2 separate regions of the Arachis hypogaea genome follow, and region 2 is linked to region 1. A link is a contact called in public Hi-C data. All regions are on one chromosome and are shown on one strand. The core of a region is the stretch at or near the end of the contact, and the rest is flanking DNA. Distances in the headings are between cores, read along the strand shown. Region 1 overlaps LOC112765689 (a long non-coding RNA gene). Region 2 holds the start of LOC112764483.

Region 1 (5,863 bases), core at 1,659-4,158:
TTTCTTTGGCCTCACTCCTACACACCAAGCCCTTGGCCCCATTAATGCACAACTCCATCGCATTGCCACACATTTCATACTTTCTCAAAGTGAATTTTTACATCGGATAACCTTGTGTGACACTCTGGTCACGTATGCACTCATCAAGGGATTCTAATCTCCTTAGCATATCTCATGATGAGACATATGTATGAGTGTGTGAAGAGTGAGAAAAATGCTGGCTTACCTTATGGTCTATTTCTTTCAAAAATATTTGCATTTCATAATGTTGATTTATTAGCTGAAAATATCAAAATCCATAATTCATTCTTGAAAGGAGGTCGTGGCGTAAAAAGAAACATAAGAGGTCAACCCACTGAACTTCCGAAAGACTTCTAGGTACCAGACTCACCCACAGATCGAAAAAAGAGGACCCCGGGAAACAAGATTAAAATTCTCTCTAGCATTGTAAAGGATGTGCTCCATGAGGTGTCTATCCTCACAGACTTGATGCTTACACGCACTAAGATGCAACGCCGAGTTGAAGCTGATCTAGAGTTGAAGATTCGAATGTCAAAGCAACGTATCGGCGTCGTGGAGTAGTATTTTAAGGAGCTCAACGACTTTTCTTACTTCTCGGAGGTCGAAGAAGAGGAAGAAGGAGGTTCAGATGGGGGATCTGAGTCTGATGCCTAGTGGATATTTCACTGTTGCTGCTACTGTTTACCTTTTATGAGATTTGTTTCTTTATATCTCATTTTCTGTTCTTTTGGATAACTAAAATGACTTACGACCACTTTTTTTATTTTTTTCTTAGACTTCTTCCTGCTGCAGGTTCTTTTTAGTCTCCTCCCTTGATGACAAAGGGGGAGAAAGTAAAGTGTATAGGTTAAACTGTTGGTTGTTTTTTGCTGGTTCTTTGGTTATGTTATTGTTAATTCTAGCTTGTTATGTTCTTTGGCTAATACTGTTGCCTATGTTCTCTATCTTCTTCTTGACATTTTTTTTTTGGTAATTATCTCCGAATGCTGTATTAGATTACTTTATTTAGCATTAGCTCTATGCTTGCTGTTTAGTATGATGTTCATGTTCCTTGGACTATTACTCTTGATTGATAAGTGCTCATAAACAGGGGGAGCACAATGAATTTCAAGGAAGTCTCGCTATATTCTTTTAAGTTTAATTATGTTTGTCATCAAGGGAGAGATTGTTGATTCAAGATTTAAGTTGTACCTTTTGATGACAAACATACTTAATTATTTCCTATTATAAATAACTTTATGATTAAATATTGTAGGAATCAATCAAGGAGATTCATATCAAGATAGGAAAGACATTGCAAATCAAAGGAGCTATAAATGCTTTTTAAAGAAAAAAACTAGGACAGCTGCTGCACATTTCAATTCAATGAAGAAAATATCCTTTCCCTTCTTATTAACGTACTGCACATCTGATTTATTGCCATAAGTTTAGAGAACACAAAAAGGAAGGCTTCCTCACTGATTGTCCTCGGTTGGGTGCCCTGAGGTGTGCAACGGCTAGTCAAAGCAAAAAAAAAATTTCTCCTACATGAAGGAAGCTCAGGTGATTGGATGTAAAGAACAGACGGGCTTGAGAATTACATCTGATTTGAAACACACAATCATCATTCCTTTTTTACATGTGTTCTTGTTTTATCTTTGTCTAGAGTTACGCCTTTCATTGAAGTGATACAAAAGGCAAAGAAAAGTGTGAATACAAAAGCCAATTAAATTTTGTTTGAAGGTCTGATTTCGAGATAAGTGTACTAGGATTGATTGCACTTGATTCTCCTTAAATGGGTTGGGTTAGCATCTAGGTGAGTGACTAAGTTTGAGATTGCCTAGGAATTTTTACAAAAGTGACTCTCTTAGTATTAGCGGTTGTAGTTCAATCTGATCATAGTGAAATTTTATCATAGTTGTGGTAAAGACTGAACATAGGTCACATTGCACTTTGTGACCGAACTAGGATATATCGTGGTCTTATTCTTGTTTCCTTCTACTCTCTTCATATTATGTTCTACTAAGCACGAGACAAAAACATATTTTATCTCATGAAATCAGATTTTTGCGCAATTGATTTTTAGCATTAAAAGTGATTCCTTGATTCTACCCCTTTTCTATATTCACTTGCGAATTTTCAGTGGCCAACTAATCCTTATTGGCAGAATGTGGGTAGATTTGGTTAACCTGTCGACTATTATTCGCACAGCATCGTAGCCAAAAGATGTCTTAGGTAATCTTACAACAAAGTCCATGGATATACTATTCCACTTTCATTTTGGGATCTCTAGAGGCTGAAGTAATCCTACTAACTTTTGGTGTTCTATCTGAACCTTTTAGATCATGGTACATCTTGGTTTCACCAGGATGCATGGTAAACCTGCTGTAGTGTGCTTCTGATAAAATCTAATTTTTTAACTCTTCATGTCAAGTACACATAATCTCCCTTCATACAACACAATATCCTTGTCATCTATATTGAAATGATCAATATTTTTTCTTGAAAGCTTAATCTTGAGGGAGAAAGGAAATTGATTATTCTCGAGTTAGTCTCACTTGTTCCCTAAGATTAGACTCAATTTTAACTTTGCTAGCATATAAGCAATGAGGTTATAATGACACCGAAAATTTTAGGTTTCTAGATTCCTTCAATAACTTATACTCCTCTATTATCATTGAAGGCATGTGTAAAGATTTTCTACTTAAAGCATTAGCTACTGCATTAGCTTTTCCAACATAATATTTAAGTTCAAAATCATAATTTTTTAGAAACTCTTTCCATCTTCTTTGACTCGTGTTCATTTTCTTTTCATCAAATAAATATTTTAAACTTTTATGGTCTCTATACACCATAAACTTTACTCCATACAAGAAATGTCCCCAAATTCTTAATGCAAACACTATTACTTCTAGTTCTAGGTCGTGGGTTAAATAGTTTTCCTTATGGGATCTAAGATGCCGAAAAGCATAGGCTACAACCCTTTTTTGTTGCATTAGGATACATCTTAAACCTTTCTTAGACGTATCACAATACACTACAGAACTTTGCTGAGGACTGGGAATTATTAAGATAGGAATGGATGTAAGCCTACGTTTCAACTCCTGAAAGCTAGCTCCACGACTTTCACCTCATAAAAAAGGTTAGTTTTATCTAGTCAACCTAGTCAAAGATAAAGCTAGTCAAAGATAAAGCTAGTTGAGGAAATCCTTTAATGAATCACCTATAATACCCTACTAACTCTAGAAAACTCCTAATATCAGTTATAAACATTGGTTTTTTGACTTTTTTCCAATGTAACACTGCTTCAACTTTATTCGGATCAATTGTTACCCCACTTTTGGTAATCATATAACCTAAGAACTTGACCTCATTCAACCAAAACTCACTCTTTTCAAGCTTAGCATACAATTGTGTCTCCTCTAGAATCTATAACATAATTGTAAGATGTTGTTCATGTTCTTTTTCAGTTTTACAACAGATAATAGGGGTGTGCATGGCATGGCCCGGCCCAGCTCGAAGACCCGACCCGGTTCCGAACACTTTAGGGGTTAATTTGGTGTGATTTCACCGGGTTTAGGGTCGGGTAAGGGTCTCAAAAATAGACTCGGTTATTATTTCGGGTCGGGTCCGGACCATGGTTCGGGTCACCCGAACTCGGCCTGGTAGCCTGGTCATTATACACAATTAATATTTTGTGTTATTAGTAATGAATGATGGCTATTCTTACGTGGAATTTAAGTATTGTAAACCTTAATATTTTGTGTTATTAGTTATTATAAGACTATAAGTTAATATTTTATGTTTAAAATGCATATGATTTTAGACTAATGCATAATATTATGTTATTTGTATTGATTTAAATATTTGGTGTTATTAGATAATATTAGTATTGATTATGGTTATGCTTTAATTTTAGAGAAGAGTTAGTTCTTGTTATATTTTTCTAAATGAATTTTACCATGTCAAATAATGGTTGGATTTTTGAAAATTTGAATATTTTTACATGCTAGCTTATAAGAAAGTATCAAGGTAATGCAATGTAAACGACCCAGTTTTTATCCGGTATAATCGTGGTCCGAAAATGTATAGATTTCATCGGGTCTAGAGTCGGGTTCAAGTCTAATAAATAGGCCCAGTATATATTTCGGGTCAGATCTGGGTCACCTCAAACTCGGTTTCACCCGCCCCATGCGCACCTAGACAAGAATATCATCTTTAAAGACTACTACAAACTAATGCAAATATAGTCTACATATTCTATTCATATAATTTATGAATACTGCAAGAGCATTGGTCAACCTAAAAAGCATGACAAGATATTCATAATAATTATATCCAATTCAATGACAAGATATTCATAATGATAATCAGACTTTAAATTTATTTTGGAGAAAATTGAGGCTATATCATCTTAGATTTTTTAAAATTAAATAATTAGTTATTTAAAAAAATTATTTTTAATAAAAATAATTAAATAAAATTTTTTGATTAATAAAATTTAATTTAATTATGAATTATTCTATTATTTTAAATTATTTATTAAAAATTATTTTAATAGTTAAAGTTTAAATTTATTATTATTATTATTATTATTATTATTATTATTATTATTATTATTATGGAACAAATGAAAAAGAAAGAAAGTGGTCGAAGCCATCAAAGAAACAAAAGGAAGAATGTTTATGAAAACATGGCTTGCATGCTTTATATATGTATATATACTTATGACACATGTCTTCTCATTTAATAAATCAACGCCACTTAATCAAGAATCAATGAATCATTATATTTCATTTTCACTTCTCTTTATTTTGTCACCGAACTTGGAAAAGAAAGAAGGAGAGACCATGGGTGAGGGAGGAAACCGTGACTCTTTTGATCTTCCAAGTTTGATTTCTTGAGTTCCGTAATTTTAATAAAAAGTTTAATCCGATAAAAATGTTTGTATTTTTTTTTTATGTATTGGCATTATTTTTGTCCGGTAGAAGTTGATGGTAACGTAGTTCCTCTCCCTCTTGAGTTTAGTCAATTGGAGTTTAAAGAGGCAGAGACGATTTCTGACGTTTTTTTTTTCAACAACTCAGTCAAAAAATTTCTTCAGAATTTTTGTTGTTTTGATTTCATACGGAGGTAGGGTTTAGTAACTTTATAATAATTAAATGTGAATTTGATAAATGAATGTTGATTTGGTTGATTATTGTTTGAGTTTGAATGAGTTTATGTTGAATTATTATTGTTACTTGTGATTTGTTGGTTTGGCTATGAAGAACAACTCAGCTGTGGTTGTTTTAATGATTTTGGGACTGTTGTGATGTGGTATTTTGAGACAATTGATGAGATTTGGTGGTTGAAAGATTAAATTAAAAGCTGAGAAAAATTGGTAACTGAAAGACTCGAAAACGGAATAAAATACAATATTTTGAAAGGAAAGGGTTAAGGATTTCGGTTTTGGTATAAAAGAAAGATTAGTAATTATATTTTATTTTTGAAGGATAACTTTGTATTTGTATATAAAAATTGAGGTACAATTTGTAATTATATAAGGTTTCGGGTATTTTGGGTAATAAATAAAGTACGAGACTAAAAGTTGATATTTTATAGAAGTTCAGGATTATTTTTATAAATATAAAAATAAGTGAGGATTTCAAATATAATTTTATAAAATATTGAGGTTAAAAACAGAATATTAAAAAGTCTGTGATTTAGAAAGTAATTAATAACAATTTAAAAATAAGGTTTTATAAACTAAGTTTTAAAAGAAGATTATAAATATTATTTTAAATACTTCTTTAAAATTATTCGTTTATATTAAAATAAATCATTATTATAATTAATATTTATCAAAGATATCATTTTGTAA
Region 2 (6,037 bases), core at 1,679-4,178, 170 kb before region 1:
AAAAAGTTGTAACCAATATGAGAGAGAAAAATGAATACTTAAATAGTATATTATTTAGGTAAGAGATCATTTGAAAGAATTAATTTGTATTTATTAGTCAAAGGGAAAAGGTTTATATATATAGATATATTACCAATTTTATATCATGGTCATATTAATACAAATATTGACTACAGCGATTAAGGAAAACAAAATTAAAATAAAAGTGAAGTAATGTTAAATAAGGAGTGCATTTTTTTCCTAACTAAAAAGAAATTTGTTAACACCCGGGACGGTTTGCCATATGCCATCCAATTTAGACAAAAAAAAAAAAAAATACCATTCCATTTATAAAATATTGTTAGCCGCCTTTCACGTACTTAATTGGATAAATAGAGAGTTTAAGAGCACCTCCAATGATGAGTTCTTCTTTTGATTTTTTTCTGACATATAGGAACTCTAACCATTGGAGGAGAGAAGGAGTGAATTCCCGTACAAGGATCAAGGTAAAGGAGTCCCTCTAAGCGGGGACTCAAATTAACCAATAATAACTTGCTAAATGGCAAGTTATTATAAAAAAATAATAATATAAAATCTAAAATAATTAAATAATTAAATAATAATTAAATTAGTAATAATTATAATAAAAATTATATTAAATAATTAATTAGATTAAATAATTAAGTTTTTATTTAATTAATAATTTATATTAATTATTTATATTATAATTAATATTGAATATTATTTATATTATTATATTAAATTATAATTAATTAAATTTACTTACATTAAAAAATAAATTTAATTTTTATACCTTATAAAATAATGTTTAGTTGAGTTGGTTATTTTTATTTTTAAAATTTAAAATGCTAATGATATTATTAAAATTAGCAGTTGTAAACACAAAACTATAAATTAGTATAATCTCGAATTATATATTGTGTATTATTATTATTATATATGAATTTATTTAATATTAATATCTTTTAATAATGAATTATTTTTAAATTTATAAATTTAAATAATATTATTGAAAAAATTAATTATATTAATTTTAAGTATTTTAATTAATTAATTAAGTAGGACCACAATAAAGACTAAAGTTAGTTCTTCCTAATGGAGAAGAGAAAGATGCTTTGAGTTCATATTTATTGTTTATGACGTAAAAGCTGATGTGGAGTTACTTTTTATGACAGGTGGGTCATAAACAGAAATTGGGATGAGTTCTCTACTCGAGATGGTCTAATAAAAAGTTTAATTTTCATGTACTTAATTAGATATTAGCTTTAGAAGAGATTTGCATTGACTATTATTGGCTAACAATGGATAGAAATTAAATTCCTATTAAAAGTGGTTTATCAAAATAATAATAGTGATTCCAAACTTTCCTACCACCACTTTCCGTAATATTTTTCTCTTCTCTCTATTATTGAAAAATATTCTGTCCCCCTCAAGAATGACGATTGAAGTCGAAAGCTGCTTTTTAGCATCCGTAGTAATAGACTTTGGAAGATGATAGGAAGAAGAAAAGAATGAATTAATTTTTCAAACAAAACAAATTTTAATAATAAAAATAAGAAATTTGCATTTTTCTATTTGGTTAGGTGATGATGAGAAAGGGTATCTGGAAAGAAAAGAATTCAATCGACACTGCAAAAAAGAAAATCCACTGAGGTGGAAAACCAAAAAAAACTCTCCCTAAAGAAAAGTGCTAAATCAAAAGAAAGGATAATCAAACGCATACATGGAAGAAGTGTACGTATTATTGTAGTATATTAATTCAGAAATATAATACTAATACTCCAAAATTACGAAGCTGCTGAATTATTATTATTATTATCATTATTATTATTATTATTATTATTGAAAAGAAAAAATGAGAGAAAAAGAATAGGCATGAAACCTGGACACCGTTAGGCGAGTTCATGGAGGAGAGGACTCGGACGTAGGAATCGTTCTCGGGCAATGGCCGAGGCTGGAAGATTCTAACGGCGGCGATTTTAGGCGCGGAATTCAACAGCGAGAACTTGTACGTGTCTGAATCCAACGGACTATGCAAGAACAGATCGGAATTCGGGTACTCCTTCAGAATCATCTCTATTATGGACGGTCCTGTGAGTTCGAACCTTCTAGCACCTCCAACCAAACACACCGCCATTCTTGATCGCAACAACTCCTCCTTCGAAGGCGAAGGAGGAGAATCGTCGTCCATTATGGCGGTGGTGGTGGTTCCCAAAGGGAACCTGATACTCATAAAGTGGCGGACCGGGTAAAAGGCGGAAAAGTTTGTTAAAGTGGTTGGGTTGGGAAAAGAAACGAACATGAAAAATAAAGAAAGGGGTAGTGCCATTATTAACACAAGGAAACGCCAATCAAGATTCCAACCCAGTTTCGTAAAGGGCATGGAAATTTTCCTCGGGCTCCGCAGCATCTTTTTCTCTTTCTTTTTCGGTTATGGGTTCTCTCTAACTAACTGATTTGGTTTTAGGTACGGTTATCACGGTTACTACTACTGGTAGTTTGGTTTTTTGGTGATGATGATGCGCTTCTCCTTCTTCTTCCCCTGTTAATTGCTCGGTTCATCACGTGGTGTGCAATGGATGCGATGAAATGAAAAGAAGGAAGCTAGAGAGAAAATGGAAGGAGCATGTTTACACTTATCAACATGGCTGTTACCACACGCATATTTGGCTGGCTGGCTTTGATGACCTACCATCTCAGACTTAGAATCAGAAAGGAAGAATGAAAGAAAAATGGAATTGAATTTTCAATTTTGATTTAGTCATCGTCGTTCAGCAGCTTGTTCCCAGTTGCGCAGACATTTTTATTGTTTTTGTAGAAATAGCAATAATATTATTATTTTAAATTAATATTCAACCCGTAATAATTTATATTTATATTTATAAAAATTTGTATTTTATAATTTATACAAATAAAATATATAATTTATATTTATATTTATTAATATTATATTGACTAAATATTAATAAAAATTATTAAAAGTGTTGACCTTCAAAATTTTTAGATGGGAAAAAATCTCTATATTAAACCCCAATATTAACAAAGATTATTAGCTATATTATAAATAGGGTTCAATTTTAATGTGTGTAAAGAGCTTTATATTATACCGTTATTCTATCATATCTATGTGTTTAAATTATTATTACATAATAAATTAAAAATTTATTATTTTTATTAATATAATAATACACAAATAACGCGTAAAAATTAAATTAGTCTAAAATGTTATTTGTAAAAATTGTCTATTCTCAAATTGTGCCAATTATTATAGTCGTATCCAATTAAATGCTTAATGATTGATTTTGTTTGATAATTTCTTTTTGTTTACGGAATTATTTCAATAATTTTCTTGAAGTAATAATAACAAATAATAACTGAGATCATCATACCCTCTTCATTGGGGAATAGTTTAAGACTTTCTGGCCTCCTATAAGCTAAGGTCGTCTCCCCTCCCAAATAGTAATTAGAATTTAGAAATCAAAGCAAAAGTGGAGTTATCAGATTAGGCATGAGTTTAACACCTAATAGATTTTCGAAATGGAAAAGAGAGATAAGCTTTTGTTATTATGCCACACATAAACTGCAATGAGGTGTATGTGGGCACCACTTAGATGTATCCATCTCAACAATAACACATCAATGAACTATTCAATAATCAACACTTTAATCAAATAGTATGTTTATTTATATTTTATTTATTATTTTATTATAAAACAGTTATTCTCATTGAGTCACCCTTGAATCAATTAGATTAATAAATTAATAAATTAATAACTAAAATGATTCAATAATTGATTCAATTTTTAGAATTTTGTTAATCAAGCAATCACTAAAAAAAAAAAAAAAACTATATAAATTTTGCATGCTCTATTTTAACATCTGATTCGGCATAAATCTCAACCCGTTACGATTGAATTGATGTTCATTTATAATTACAACTATTAAAAAATCTTGAAGATCAGTCATTTTTAATAATTTTAATTAATATTAATGAATATAAATATCAAATTATCTTTAATAAATAAATTTTATTAATTTATACGTGTAAATTTTAATAAATATAAATTATATATTTTTTATATATAAATTTTTAATTATAAATGTAAATTGTTATAGATTAAGAATTCGTTTAAAAAGTTTTAAAAGTAATTTTTTAGTTTTTTACTTATAAAGAGTAGTAATATTAATATTTAGTATAATTTAAAATTAAATTATGATTTTTTAAGAGATTATTTAAAAATTTATAGAAAAATTAAAAAAAATTATAATAAAAAAATTTTTATGATATTTTTTTTAAAATAAACATTTTTAAAATTAAAAATTCAAACACAAAATAATTTATTTATAAATTATTTTTAATATAACAATTTATTGTTTAAACTAATTTTTTAAAAGAATTTAATTAAATTATTTATCTAAATTATACCTAAATACTGATCTAAAATAACTATATGTAGCATTGGTTCAGCTATATGTAGCATTATTTTTATTTTATTTTATTTTTTCAATCGGATCTATAAATGTGGAGCGGTTGGTAGAAAACCACGTGCAATAATGATCAAAGTCAGATTATGAAGAACTACTTGATCATTTAAACAGAATCAATGCTCTCTTGATTGTGGGGTAGAATATTTGGCTGCGTTTGTTTTTTGAGATTGGGGAAAAACCCGAGGATTGGAACTGAATATTAATATTGAAGTTAGTAATTAAAGATTAAAAGTAAAATTTAATTATAAAATTTTAATTTTTTAAATATTTTTAAAAAATTAATATTTTTTTAAAATTATTATCATTTAATTTTTAAATTTTAAATTTATTTTATAATTTTTATATTTATCTTAAATAAAATATAATATTAAGACATAATTTATTTTTTTTCCCAATTTCTATCTCTATTTTAAAGGTAACCTTAGTGTACTAAGAGGGAAGAGGTAAATAGATGCAAAAAAATTGTAAATGAAAAGGACTATACTTCCTTAATTTCTATTTTTTCTTTTTCTTTTCCCCCCTTTTCTCTCCTAATTTGGACAGCTTTTCCCACCGGAAGATGCTAGTAGAACTTTACTTAAATGATATGCTTCATGATAATGTGTTATTTTGCCTGTTATATTCTAACATGGTAATGTGTGAAACTCTGAGGTTAAGACAAACGGTAAATTTTTTTTTGAGTAAATTGGTAAGGTAATAAAATATATAGGAGCTGAATTATTATTAAATTTATTTTTTATCTCATTTATGTTTGATTATTTTGAGTCAAAGATAATTAGACTTTTACCTTTTTATTTTACCAATTCCCTTGATTGAAATGAATTTGATCTAAAAAAAGAAATACCCTTTTGACAACGCGGTTACCTCAATTATATTTCAGTTTTTTGTAACCTATTAATAATAGATTAGTTTTGTTGAAACATGAAAGTTGAAACCATCCACGGATTTCTTTAGCACGTCGATTAACTGTTGATTGCTTTTGTCATTCTTGGAGACGTGGAGTCTGGATTTGTTTTTTGAGGTAACACTATTTTAGACATACAAAAATATTTAAAAATAATGACAATTATAGTTCTCTACTATCTGTTCCTACTTGATCAATTTAAAAGTATCATTGTCAATCTACACGTATAGTCACGACAAATAGTGGAGGAAAAGAAATAGACCATGCATTATATTATCCGATTTAGATACATTATAATAATAAAAAAAATTAGAAGTTATCAGAATTTATTATGTTTTATTAGTAGTTAGTTATTAATATTTAAAAATATAAATTAAAATATATTATTAAATTATTAAATTATAAAAATTAAGTTAACAACTAAAAATAATGACTAAAAAAGTAAATTTTGATAGTCCTCTTTAATATCTTTTTATAATAATATCTATTATCTTAGTTCACACCAAATTAATTGACTTTAATTTTATAAGTTGGTGGTTAAGAAATTAAACCTTTCATTATGATTTGTGAACATTATTCTTATATCCAAAATTTCAAATAGGTGTTAACTTAGACATAATTATTATTTATAAATTACATTATATC

The links. Hi-C and Micro-C count contacts between places; a contact is called where the count stands out from the background.
Region 2: a contact with region 1 is called in a Hi-C map of leaf, with 2.5 times the contacts expected there. The contact joins the promoter of LOC112764483 here to the enhancer-like site in region 1. A contact is called at or near these places in 2 of 8 Hi-C or Micro-C datasets (both in leaf).

The regions. Positions count from the first base shown.
Region 1 is chr17:103,971,031-103,976,893 of arahy.Tifrunner.gnm2.J5K5, reverse strand. It overlaps LOC112765689 (a long non-coding RNA gene), which reads left to right. Exons shown (of 2, transcript XR_003183873.3): 2 at 317-1,928. Among protein-coding and RNA genes, the nearest start is that of LOC112765689, 3.8 kb to the left of the region's middle. Within about 2 kb of position 2,908, at least 1 of the 3 cell types and tissues checked has open chromatin away from gene starts, as enhancers often do.
Region 2 is chr17:104,139,532-104,145,568 of arahy.Tifrunner.gnm2.J5K5, reverse strand. It overlaps LOC112764483, which reads right to left and starts at 2,928. Exons shown (of 2, transcript XM_025810120.3): 1 at 1,883-2,928. The coding sequence starts at 2,410.